3 separate regions of the Mus musculus genome follow, and regions 2 and 3 are each linked to region 1. The links are chromatin contacts, called in public HiChIP or PLAC-seq and promoter capture Hi-C maps. All regions are on one chromosome and are shown on one strand. Each heading gives the region's core, a stretch centred on a gene start, on an enhancer-like site or on the middle of the called end of the contact. The rest is flanking DNA. Distances are from core to core; before and after follow the strand shown. Region 1 holds the start of Zfp318 (zinc finger protein 318). Region 2 overlaps Ptk7 (PTK7 protein tyrosine kinase 7). Region 3 holds the start of Rsph9 (radial spoke head 9 homolog (Chlamydomonas)).

Region 1 (4,045 bases), core at 466-2,965:
TTTGATGGCTGAACACAGAAAAGATAAATGGTGAGTAGCAAGGCTCAATTACGAAGAAGGCAACTGTACCAATCTGAGGAAGAGGCAGCAGGGCCTTCAGAGTGGTGAGAGATGACAGGATAGCCTGGGGGCTTCCCTTGAAGCATGAGGTAAATGTTCGGGTGGTAAGAGAAAGCATTTTCCTATGGGACGGAGAACTGGAGCTGGAGTGAGTACAGCACCCAGAAGGGGGAGGCTGCAGTATTCTACTCGATTCCTCTCTAGTGAGGGCTTTGAGAAGTCTTCACAATGTGACAAATCAGTTTATGACCAGAACACTAGGGCACTGTAGTGCCAGCTGAGGGGTCACTATCACACCTGCACCTTTATTTAAAATTAGGATGCTAAGATTCCAAATCGGGTTTTACAGTTTTGTAAGCCCTACTGAGTACTACTCAGCTACACCCACCACAACCATAAATTAATCCCACATTTTGTCCCTCCAGCAGCAGCACATTTTAACATGTAAAATCGCAGGCTGTGAGAATCCAACATGTGAGCTGAACCACAGCTCCATCACTTGTGTGTCACCTTGATCAAGCTACTTAAACCTCTCTGAGCTGGTTCCTTGGCTGTGATAACACCTATTGCTATTGCTTTACCTCAAGGGACCGTGAGCCCTAAAAGATTGCTGGTAGCTGCTCTTGTGTCTCTAGCTGATGGCAGCAATCACAATGATTGATTATGCACACCTCTCGTCGGAATAACAGCTATAACTGAGACTCCATGACAGCTAAAGCATCCAGTCTGCTTTGGTTCAAGCTTTCCTCACTGGCCACCAGGCATTTCAGATGTTCTGCTAAACTCGGGCCTTAAAGCAACGAATTTGATCAAACCCAAAGGGAAACGCCAAAGCGCCAGTCAGTATGGATGAAATGCCCCTCGCCTTGGAGAACTTTTCCACATAGCAAGAGCGAAAGCCTCTTCCCCCTAGAAACCGGGCGTCCTGTTCTGTTCCAACACGGGTGACCGAACGGGTCCCGGGTCCGTTATTGTGTAAAGGAGGCACCCAGGACTGTCAGGGAGCGGGGAAGACTCGGACATTCGGACTCTGGCCTGAGGGCCCGGGGGCTGGGGACATGGGGGCAACATGGGCGAAGGGTGGGATTACCCGACTGCCGCCGCCGCCGCCTGGATGGTCTCCGCGGCCGTCCCGGGCGAAGTCGGCGCGGGACTCGCCTCGAATGCTGCCTCGGAAGCCACCCAGGCCAGGTGGGTAGTGTCGCCGGCTCCGCGGTGGCGACGGGGAGCCGCGACGGGCGCGCGGCGGGGACGGGGAGCCACGACGACCCCGCGGAGGGGATGGCGAGGCCCGGCGGCCGCGGGTCGGAGACGGTGAGGCCCGGCGGCCGCGGGGCGGGGACGGGGAGCCGCGACGACCCCGAGGCGGGGACGGCGAGGCCCAGCGGCCGCGGTGGCCTGAGGGCGAGCGGTGGCGGCGGGCGGGGAGCCGCAGCGAGGAGCAAGAGGGCGGCGGCGGCGACGAGGGGCGGCGTGTGGGGCCTGAGGAGGCGCCCACGGGACGGCCCGGCGGAGGGCCGCTCGCGCTGCCGTCTTTCGACCGGTGCGAAGAGACGGAGGAGCGGGAGCCACTGCGGTACATGGCTACCGGGAGCGCCGCGGACGCCGCTCGGGAGCGTGCCGCCACAGCCGCAGGCACCGCCGCCGCGGACACCGCAGCGCGCCGCCCTCGCGGACGGAGCGGCCCCCTCCCCGCGGCCCCGCCCCACCGGCCAGCGGTTGGAGGGCGCGGGTACGCGCCGACACGCCACACCCCCTCGTCCTCCCAGGCTCTCCCGCGGCTGGACGCGGAGAGCGGCCTCAGGAGCCGGGAGCCGTGGGGCGGAGCGCTGAGCCTGCGCGAGCACCAGGGGCGCGCGCCCTGAAGTGCGCAGGCCCCGCCTTTCGGCCCCGCGCAAAATGGCGACCGGCGAGCCGCCCACCCCCTACTCCCCCGGAGACCACGTGATGCAGAGAGACCACCCCTCTCCTCCTCCCGGCGCGGTGGGCGGGGCCGGAGAGCCCGGTGAGTGGGCGGGGCCAGGTTGTAGCGGAGGCCTCAGTAGCTTGGTTCCCAGGCTCCTGGAGCGTGCGTGCCCATAGCAATCCACCTGCTTTACAGAAATGATTATATATAGTGAGAAAGCAAACGACCCCCTACACTCACACCTAAACCCTGTCAGAAGCTACGAACCTCAACGAGTGTCCATCCCTTTTCCCCCAGAGGAAGCTTGACGTAGTCGGGTAACTTTCCAGTCCAATAACTTATAGAGGTTTAAATCGAGAAATGAGAAAGTACAGAAAAGTGAAAGTCAAACACAACAGACATCAGTAAAATTTCCAGATGTTCTAGCCAAGCATTACAGTAAAATGGTGGTGAAGGCCACTGTCGGAGCAACCCATACCGTGACAGGCCTGGCAAGTGTTTTGAGATATCAGTGGTGCAGAAACACATGGAGGCAAAAACTCATACACAGAAAATAGAAATAAATGTTTAAAAAGAAAAAGACAAGACCCTAAGGGTCAGTCAAAACATAGGAAAATAGGGCCTGGGTAGAGATGGCTCCGGAGGTCTTTTTTCTAGCACCTTCGTGGTAGTTCACAACCATTTGGGGCTCCAGTTTCAGAGGATCTCACACCATGAAAAAACCAAAAGTGAGGAAATATGTTGAACCTAGACAATAGCTTCATATTTTTCACCAGCTAAACATAAATCTTGAATTTGTGTAAAAATCACATTTCTGAGCCAGGCATTGGTGGCACAAACTTTTTAATCCTAGTACTCAGAGGCAGAATCAGGCAAATCTCAGAGTTCAAGGTCAACCTGGTCTACAGAGAGAATTCCAGGGCAGCCAGGGCTATACTGAGAAACCCTGTCTCGAAAAACAAAAAACAAAAACAAACAAACAAACAAAAAACACCAAAAAACAAGAATCAGATTTCTGAAAAGAAAAAAATATGACTTTGTTAATTTGTTTTTAAATTATGTTTAAAATATAAGCCGATTTGCTTATTTATAAATGTCATAAGCTTCCTATTTCAGAATAAAAATCTTGCTTCTGTCCCTTTTTTTTTGAGAGTCAGGTTTCACTATGCAGCCTTAACTGGTCTGGAATTTCCTATGTAGATCAGGCTAGCCTTGAAGTCATGGACCTCCCACCTGGCACCAGTATAAAAATGTTACCAGCTGTATTCCCTTACACTTGTTTGCTTTATCCTATATTATTGATATAATTTGTAAATATACGTTATTTTGATGAAAAAGCTAATCTACCAGAGGTATGTGCCCTGTCTTTATTATACTACCTATGTATGTATTTAGTTATCTCCATCTACTTTAGTAGACGAGGAAAGATAAATCACTATGTATATTTAGTTGAAGTCAATGCTTATTGTACATACTAGGGTCTCAGTTGCCTGAGGCTTGTCTCAAACTCAGTATGTATCAGAGGATGTCTTTGAACCCCTAATCCTCTGATTCTACTTCCTAAGTGCTGGGAATATAGATATGGAGTACCATTATTTAGAACCAAAATTAATACTTTTTTTCCTTTTTTTTTGTTTTTTTTTTTTTTTTGTTTTTTCAAAATGGTTTTTCTGTGTAGCCCTGGCTGTCCTGGAACTTGCTCTGTAGACCAGTGCTGGGATTAAGGGTTTATGCCACCACTGTCTGGCCAGAATCAATACATTTTAAATTGGGATTTGCTGTTCTAGTATTAACATTGTCTCCTATGTCTTTCTCCAATAATAAAGTGTTTAGGGGGGAGGTCCCCTTGTGGGTGGGACCATCTCTGGGCTGGTAGTCTTGGTTCTATAAAAGAGCAGGCTGAGCAAGCCAGTAAAGAACATCCGTCCATGGCCTCTGCATCAGCTCCTGCTTCCTGCCCTGCTTGAGTTCCAGTCCTGACTTCCTTGGTGATGAACAGCAATGTGGAAAGTGTAAGCTGAATAGACCCTTTCCTCCCCAGCTTGCTTCTTGGTCATGATGTTTGTGCAGGAACAGAAA
Region 2 (4,118 bases), core at 293-2,792, 210 kb before region 1:
CTGGGAATGCTGCGGCTCTGGTCACAGCTCTAGAGAAGCATAGTCCTGATCCCAGGAGGGGATGTGGAAAGCTGGGGGTTGGGGCTGAGCCGTGTCCCTCAGAGTTACATAGGCTCTTCTCAGGTTTCTGCAGCAGGTGGTCTGGGGCTCCTGTACCCTCAGGGCCTATCCCGTTGTCCCACCCACCATCTGGTTGTTCTCTGCTCGTCTGTCTAGGCTTTAGCACATCCCAGAGCTTTGGCGTGAGGAGAGTTGTCTAATATTCTGAGGGTTTGAATCCTTGCGCAGGAAGAGAGTTCCTGGGCTTAACAGTAGTTGCCTCTTACCAAAGGTGAATTCCGGTCAAGGCCTTTCACACACACAGAGCTGCATTGTGGCTCACAAGATCTTCCTGTGGGAAGAACACGGAGCATGACAGGATCAGACTTGGCTCTGTCTGAAGCTGAACACACTCTAATACATCCTTAAAAATAAAATAAGCCAGCCGGGCGGTGGTGGCACACGCCTTTAATCCCAGCACTTGGGAGGCAGAGGCAGGCGGATTTCTGAGGTCGAGGCCAGCCTGCTCTACAAAGTGAGTTCCAGGACAGCCAGAGCTATACAGAGAAACCCTGTCTTGAAAAACCAAAAAAAAAAAAAAAAAAAAAAAAGCCTTTAAGGGAATAAAAAAACCCACACATGCAATCACGTTGCCCACCCCCACCCCCCAACATTTTTTTTCATCCGTTTAACCAGTGAGATGGTTAAACCTCTGGCCCTTACCATCACACTTGGTGAATAAGCCAAGTTCAATTCCTAGAACCCATATGGTGGAAGGGGAGAACCAACTCTTAACAAATTATCCTCAGATAGGCAATCTGCCTACAGAAGACCTGAGTTCAATCCCCAGAGCCCACATGGAGTGGTATCTGAGGTTGACCTCTGACCTCTCCATACGTGTGCACACATGGATGCATACGTACACACTTGTTTTGTTTTGTTTTTTAAGACTCATGTGTTTTAAGCAAGTTTACAATCTTGGGTTCGACTGTATTCATCCTATTCTGAGCAGCAAGTTGGACACCCTGACTGTCATAGGTGATGTCTCTGCTCTTTGGTGAACATCCTGGAGTTATGGGTTGAGGGTCCCAAGATTTGCAGAGGACCGTGGAGTAGAGCTGATTCTGCCAGCCACAGGTGGAAGTGGGCAAACGCGCCTGATGCCAAAGCCACCCTAGACATGAATTTTTCTTCAGGTCACCCAGTGTTCTCTGAGTGTCTTTGTGAGCCTGGTATTGTCTGTGGGAGGCAGGTCTGCCACACTGCCTGACTGTGAGGAAACCGACTCACCCTGGTAGGCTCAGATGTTTCCAGGAAGAGCGTGAGATGAGGGGCTGGCTTCTTTAGGTTTTGGGCATGGAGTTGTAACATGTAAGTTGTCTGACCTTTAGTTAGTCCTTCACATTTCTGGGCCTGAGTTTGCACACAGTTCCATACCGCAAAGGTTTTGTACCATGATGTCTAGTGGGGACAGGGCCACACCCCTGTGGAGTATTTAGAAATGGATGGGGAGTGTCTGCGTTGGCACAGTAACCAAGGTGCCTAAAGGCATGTTTGTTAACTGGCACAGTGGGTGGGATCACCCTGCTTGGTAGAGAATTGGCTTGCGCAGAGAACCAACAGGACCCCATTGAGAAGGAAGAAGGGTGCTTTGGGGACATTTCCAGCTCCCTGAATGTTTTGTGTTAGGGGTGGTGGGCCTTTGGGAAGGTTGGAAGATAGACTGGTTTCAGAGTAGCCTCTTATCTGGGCTGTTAGTCCTGTTAGATCCTAGGACTTGTATTGACATACAACTCTGAGAAGGCAGAATCTCGGGCTGAGGAACCAAACCTCATCTCTAGGGTCTTTAGGGAGTGTTGGCTGGGCTGTGACTGCTCCCCAGTGACTTGGCCCTGAGCCTGCTTCTTCCTGGTGGCTGGGAACATCTCTTCCACATTTAAGCCCGCCTGCCCGCCCGGTGGTTCCGTGACTCTGCCAGGCACCCACATGGCATAAACAAAGCCTACCATGTTACCTGTGACACTGCTGTAACTATGCTCCCCCCCCCCCCCCCCCCAGAATGCCCAGCCCTGCCCTGCCCCGCCTAGCCCATCTGCACAGCACAGGTGCTTGCTTTGCCCCTGACTCTGGTTCTGCCTCTGGTTGCGGGGGTGGAGGCTCCTGTTCATAGTTGTCCCCCGAGTTGGGACTAAAGCTGAGTGACCGTGCGCAGGAGGCTTTACATACAGATCTGTGGCCTGACAGACCGGATATCAGGCTGACCTCAGTACATCTTGGCCTTTGTGTCTTGAGAACTTCCGCTTCTCCAGTGAGAGGATGACGTCTCGGGGACTGCAGAGCACCGTGGATGGGCTTCAGAGCCACAACTGCCTTAGTGGCTGGTACCCTAGGGTTCTCTGGCTAAGTCAAGATCAAACTTTATTCTGTGCCTTCCCTCTGGGGTAGGCAAGGGAGGGTTGGGTTACTTTTCCAATCCCCTGGTCCCTAGCCTTAGCATCAGAACCTAGGATCTGGTCTTGTAGGTCTGGGGCTCTTGTCTTTGGGAAGCCGGGTGTGATCAGCCCCACCCAGGCCTCAGGGCTCCCTTACTTACGGGAGCCAGCTTTCCACATCATCCACTTGGCATTTACACAGACATATCTTGTATATTTGTCCATCCTATAAGTACACTGTAGCTGTCTTCAGACGCACCAGAAGAGGGCGTCAGATCTCATTACGGATGGTTGTGAGGCACCATGTGATTGCTGGGATTTGAACTCAGGACCTTCGGAAGAGCAGTCGGTGCTCTTAACCACTGAGCCATCTCACCAGCCTGACCGGGGACATTTTTGTCTGGATTCCAACACAGTTGGAACTCCTCCGAGGACCTCTGCAACTATAGCATTATAGCATTGTTATTTGTGCCTGTTTATTGACCAGCCGTCCGTGGTCTCGCCCCGCTCCCCCCCCCCCCCCCGTGTTAGGATGGAGGCATCAGCTCCTCCTGACCCTGCTTCTCCCACGTCTGCGTCCGCAGGTGCCCAAGCCGCTATCGTCTTTATCAAGGAGCCGTCCTCCCAGGATGCACTTCAAGGGCGCCGGGCGCTGCTCCGTTGTGAAGTGGAGGCTCCGGACCCGGTGCACGTGTACTGGCTGCTCAATGGGGTGCCTGTCCAGGACACGGAGCGACGGTTTGCCCAGGGCAGCAGCCTGAGTTTCGCAGCTGTGGACCGGCTCCAGGATTCTGGTGCTTTCCAGTGTGTGGCTCGGGATAACGTCACTGGAGAGGAAGTCCGCAGTACTAATGCCTCCTTCAACATCAAATGTGAGTGAGAGCCTTTGGAGGGAGGGAGGGAGGGAGGGAGGGAGGGTGCTGTGCCTGGTGTGCAGCCTTCAGCCTCAGCAGCTGAGGCCTGGGAGCCTCTTCCTCGGTTTCTCCTGCTGCCAGTTGAATGGGGCAGAGAGAGTTCATTTGTGATACTGCTTGTGTGGATGAGAGGGAGTTAGTAGGCTCCTACTGCTTCCTTCTCTCCCTCCTTACTTTTCTACCATCTTTGCATCTTCTCCCTCACCCTGTCCTCTCCTCTTCCCTCTCATCCATCTTTCCAAACCCTCCCTTCCCTTTTCTTTGCTATAGATTGGACCTAGGGTCCCATACACACTGAGCACATACTAGTACCACAGACAGAGTACCGTCCATCTTTCCCGCCCTCCCCCACTGCTTCCAGTCTCTGTCCCTTTTATCTACTGGAGGCTTTCATTGAAGTCCTTGGCGTGTATTAAATTTGACCCATCAGGGACAAGGCGTGTGCTCTGTGTCTGGACCCACAGTCTTGGCTGTGGCTTCACGGTACTCGTGTGTGTGTGTGTGTGTGTGTGTGTGTGTGTGTAAGACGGGTACATGCCTAAGGGCTACGTGGTGCCCTCCTTCCCCTCCATCTTCCCACCTATGCTCTGCAACTGTGGCCTCTGCTCTAGGGATCGAAGCAGGTCCTGTGGTCCTGAAGCACCCAGCCTCAGAAGCTGAGATCCAGCCCCAGACCCAGGTCACACTGCGATGTCACATTGACGGGCACCCTCGGTAAGGAGCCATGGAGGAC
Region 3 (3,697 bases), core at 788-3,287, 240 kb after region 1:
GCAGACAGCCTTGACTTCCAAGTCTACACCCTTCAGTGGGCCCTCTGCTCTTGTGCATCATCATCATCCCCCTCCCACCCCCACCCCCACCTCCCACCCCCGCTTCCTGTACCTATACACTGTGTTTAAGGCTTACAAACAAGGCTGGGGTGGGTAGTACATGCTTTTTATCTAGCATTTGGGAGCCAGAGAGTGACTGATCTCTGTAAGTTCAAGGCCAGCTTAGTCAACAGAGTAAGTTCCAGGACAGCCAAGGCTATGTAGAGACCCTGCCTCAAAAAAGCACTTATACATATTATTTAATGCTAACTTATATGTATAGGTTACTACCCCATTATAAAGGTAAGGTTTGGCAAGGCTAGTTTGCTTAAGTTAGAGGTTCTTGTGAGTCACAACCCCGTTGGGGGTCAAACAACCCTTCCACAGGGGTCACCTAAGACTTGTAAAACACATTTATATTATGATTCATAATTAGCAAAGTTATAGTTATGAGGTAGCAATGAAATAATGTTATGGTTTGGGGGGGGGGGTCACCATAACAGGAGGAACCGTATTAAAGGGCTGTAGCACTAGGAAAGTTAGAAACCACTGGCTTCAATGGCAAAGCATGACTTGAAAGCTGTTCACTGCCTGCAGAAACTGCTCTTCCCTGTGTTCTAACGTTAGTGCGGTTTTTCTCTGGAATAGCCAGGATTTGCTCTGTCCCTAGTGGATGTGCTACCAAGCTCTGAGAAGGCCTTCTTCAGATTCTGGCTCCTGATGTGAACTCATTTCTGATGGGTAAATCCAGTATAGGGGAACGCAAGATGCTTGGGCTGTGTTCTGTGTGACCTCCCCTGAAGTGTATCCTGTCAGCCAAACTGTTGGTTGTTTTTGTGTCTGATATCGCTTTACAGAAGAATTAAGCCATATTACCAAAGCAGGGCATGATGGTGGAGGGCAGGACCTGATGTGTGTGTGTGGGGGGGGGGGGGGGCGGCATAAGTTTCTTTGAAATGACCGGCCAGGTCAGCTCTCTAATGCCCATTTAAAAAGCCTCGATGAACAATGCCCAGGCAATCAAAACATCAAAACAAAGTAATTATCTGAGCAAATTAGACACTTATTTCTCTCTGGGCTTGGCTTGGAGGCCCAGGGCATGTTGACTTCATGAGTCTTCCACAAAGGAATCCAGAAATAAGATCAGTCATTGACAAGGCCTGAAACAAGCCTTCAGAGGACCCCGGTGATTTTGACTTTGGAGACTCCAGAACAGCAGCGGATGTGATGTAGCAGTGGTTAGACTCGCCTGAGTTAGGCTAGCCTAGGGAATACAGAGCTGATCCTCTGTGGCTACTATTTGGGTCTGAACAGCTGTGGAGCCCAAAGTTATGTAGCTGACACACATGTAGTCTGTAAGTGGCTTTTTTTTTTTTTTTTTTTTTTTTTAAAGAGACTATGAAGCTCTACACACTTCAGTCGTGTGGCTAGCTGCGACCTTGTTATGTAGACCAGGTTGGCCCTGAACTCAAAAGAGTTCTTCCTCCTGAGGGCTGGCATTAAAGGTGTGGGCCACCACCCCTGGGAAACTGTCACCCTTTACATTCTTTTCCAAGGATTTCCCCGATTTGTCAGACTAGTCCTGGGAGTAAACAAAGAGCTCTCACGTGAAAACTGGAGGGGTCAGATTGGATAGAACCTATTTGGTGAAACCTGGCTTTGGGTGGGTTTAGGTGTCAGAAACTGCTTTTAGAGCCAAGGTATCAGATTCTTCATAAAATTCTCAGGCCAAGAAGTGATATTCCCAGGTTGAAATAATACAGCTAGTGGCCTTGTGGCTTTGTATTGGGTTTCTTCCCAAGTCCGTATGGGCAAAAATGGAGTACGTAATGTGGAGTGCACATATAGGGAAGCCGCGCTGGGATAACAGAATACATGAGTCTACACTGTACTGTGAAAGTCCGTGGCCCCCGGAAAGGGCGGGTTTGGCGAGATGGGCGGTCCGGTGGGTGGTATTTTGTTTCCTGCTAGCTTAAGGGGTGGGGCTCAGGGTCTCCATGGAGACAGCTTCTACCCGCCAGACTAGCTTGGAGGAGAACGGCTGGCCTGATGGACGCCGACAGCCTCTTGTTGTCTCTGGAGTTGGCGTCTGGCAGTGGGCAGGGACTCAGCCCTGACCGTCGGGCCTCACTGCTCACGTCCCTTATGCTGGTGAAGCGCGATTACCGCTTCGCGAGGGTCCTTTTCTGGGGCCGCATCCTTGGCCTTGTGGCGGATTACTACATCGCACAGGGCTTGAGTGAGGACCAGCTCGCACCACGCAAGACGCTCTACAGGTGAGGCGACTCTGGCAGATAAGGCTGCAGGAGGATCCCGAAGGGTGTTGGGTGCAACTCCAGCTGGGGAAGGTGGGTGCGCCCAGGACCTACGCAGGAAGCACCTGTGGGTGGGGCTTGAGGAGGGAAATGAGGAGCTTGAGGACTGAGATGTCACGGAACTGTGAGGGTCCTGTGGATCCTGACAGGGTGGGAAAGTGGCCTGGGCAGGGTCCAAGGAGGCAGCATTGTCAGCCTGGATTTGCATGGGAAACTGGTCTAGATGGATTCGTTAGAGACAGAAGGCTAAATAAACTGAGCGGGCACAGAATGTAGAAGTCCCGGAGATGGCAACTGGTGTAGAATTCAGGTTCTAGCTGTGGACTGGATTTGGCTTGGAGAAGTCAGACGCTCTGAGATTTGTACTGAAGCTGTTTAGAAACGTCTCTGGGGAGTGTAGGCTCTGCAGTGGGAGGTGCTCTTTCCTGGAAGTGCAAGACTTGTAAAATGGGGAAAGAGCTGGGGGCAATTCTGCAGTGTAAGCCTCCCAACCTCTTTCGGGGTTCCCTAGGATGCTAGGGGAGCCTATCATGCTATTAAAGCATCCAAGCAGGAGGTATCCGGGGACTTCATTTATCTACCCATGCATCAAACCAGTATTGAAGGAGGATCAGGGGTTCAAGGTCAGTCTCAAATACACAGGGGGTTTGAAGCCCCTCTGGGAATTTGGGGGCTGGAGACATGGCTTAAACCTTAAGAGCACTGGGTACTCTTCTGAACCACTGGGATTCAATCCGTAGCTGGGATTCAATCCGTAGCACGTACACGGAGTTCAGAACTATCTATAACTCCAGTTCTAGGGAACTTCTTAGGACACTGTACACAGCAGGTGCATGTACATACATATAGACAAAATACTCATACACATAAAAATATGTAAAGACCCTGTCTCAAAAAAAATTGCTAAAACTAAGGTATCCTAAAGCGATGCCAAGAGTCCCGGGCTTTTGGAGAAGAGCTAAGCTCGATCAGAGAGCAGCTGCTCCGGGTTCTGAAAGGTGGGCACTTCCCCACAGCTGCGAGCTGGAGAGACCCTCCTGCACTCTGACTGAAGGCTTTCCATGTTTAGGGAAGAGACCGGAAGTAAACTGGACAGAGGCAGCAACCGTCGATCGGGAGAAGTCAAGAGTTTGAGCTTTGTCCGTAGGCCACCAGGGAACACCTACGGGGTCATATCTGAGTGGGCAGATGATCTGAAGTATGGTGGGATGGGCACTTAGAGGTCTTTGTAGTGTCCAGAGGCAAGCGTCTGGAAGGGGGAACTGGCTGAGGGAATGGAGGGGGGGGGGATTTAGGAGAGAGACTGACAGGCTAGACGGAGGTGGCGGAGAGTTCGAGGCTGG

The links. Promoter capture Hi-C pulls out the DNA fragments that hold promoters and counts their contacts. HiChIP or PLAC-seq counts read pairs in DNA pulled down with a chosen protein or histone mark.
Region 2: a FOXA1 HiChIP or PLAC-seq map of pancreatic cancer cells shows a contact between it and region 1. The contact joins the enhancer-like site here to the promoter of Zfp318 in region 1. A contact is called at or near these places in 2 of 39 promoter capture datasets (hippocampal neurons and macrophages), 2 of 115 datasets of contacts at active chromatin or transcription factors (microglia and pancreatic cancer cells) and 3 of 9 other capture datasets (adipose tissue, embryonic stem cells and liver).
Region 3: a contact with region 1 is called in a promoter capture Hi-C map of pre-B cells, with 1.9 times the contacts expected there. The contact joins the promoter of Rsph9 here to the promoter of Zfp318 in region 1. A contact is called at or near these places in 3 of 39 promoter capture datasets (the C10 cell line, frontonasal cranial neural crest and pre-B cells), 2 of 484 Hi-C or Micro-C datasets (CD8 T cells and pre-B cells), 1 of 115 datasets of contacts at active chromatin or transcription factors (pancreatic cancer cells) and 2 of 9 other capture datasets (adipose tissue and liver).

The regions. Positions count from the first base shown.
Region 1 is chr17:46,381,436-46,385,480 of GRCm38.p6, reverse strand. It overlaps Zfp318 (zinc finger protein 318), which reads right to left and starts at 1,715. Exons shown (of 10, transcript NM_207671.4): 1 at 1,151-1,715. The coding sequence starts at 1,642.
Region 2 is chr17:46,590,740-46,594,857 of GRCm38.p6, reverse strand. It overlaps Ptk7 (PTK7 protein tyrosine kinase 7), which reads left to right. Exons shown (of 20, transcript NM_175168.4): 2 at 3,056-3,343; 3 at 3,997-4,099. Among named protein-coding and RNA genes, the nearest start is that of Srf, 37 kb to the right of the region's middle. Within about 2 kb of position 1,542, at least 54 of the 459 cell types and tissues checked have an H3K27ac peak or open chromatin away from gene starts, as enhancers often do. A contact at or near this core is called in embryonic stem cells and pancreatic cancer cells, where this site is marked.
Region 3 is chr17:46,142,540-46,146,236 of GRCm38.p6, reverse strand. It overlaps Rsph9 (radial spoke head 9 homolog (Chlamydomonas)), which reads left to right and starts at 2,037. Exons shown (of 5, transcript NM_029338.4): 1 at 2,037-2,315. The coding sequence starts at 2,089.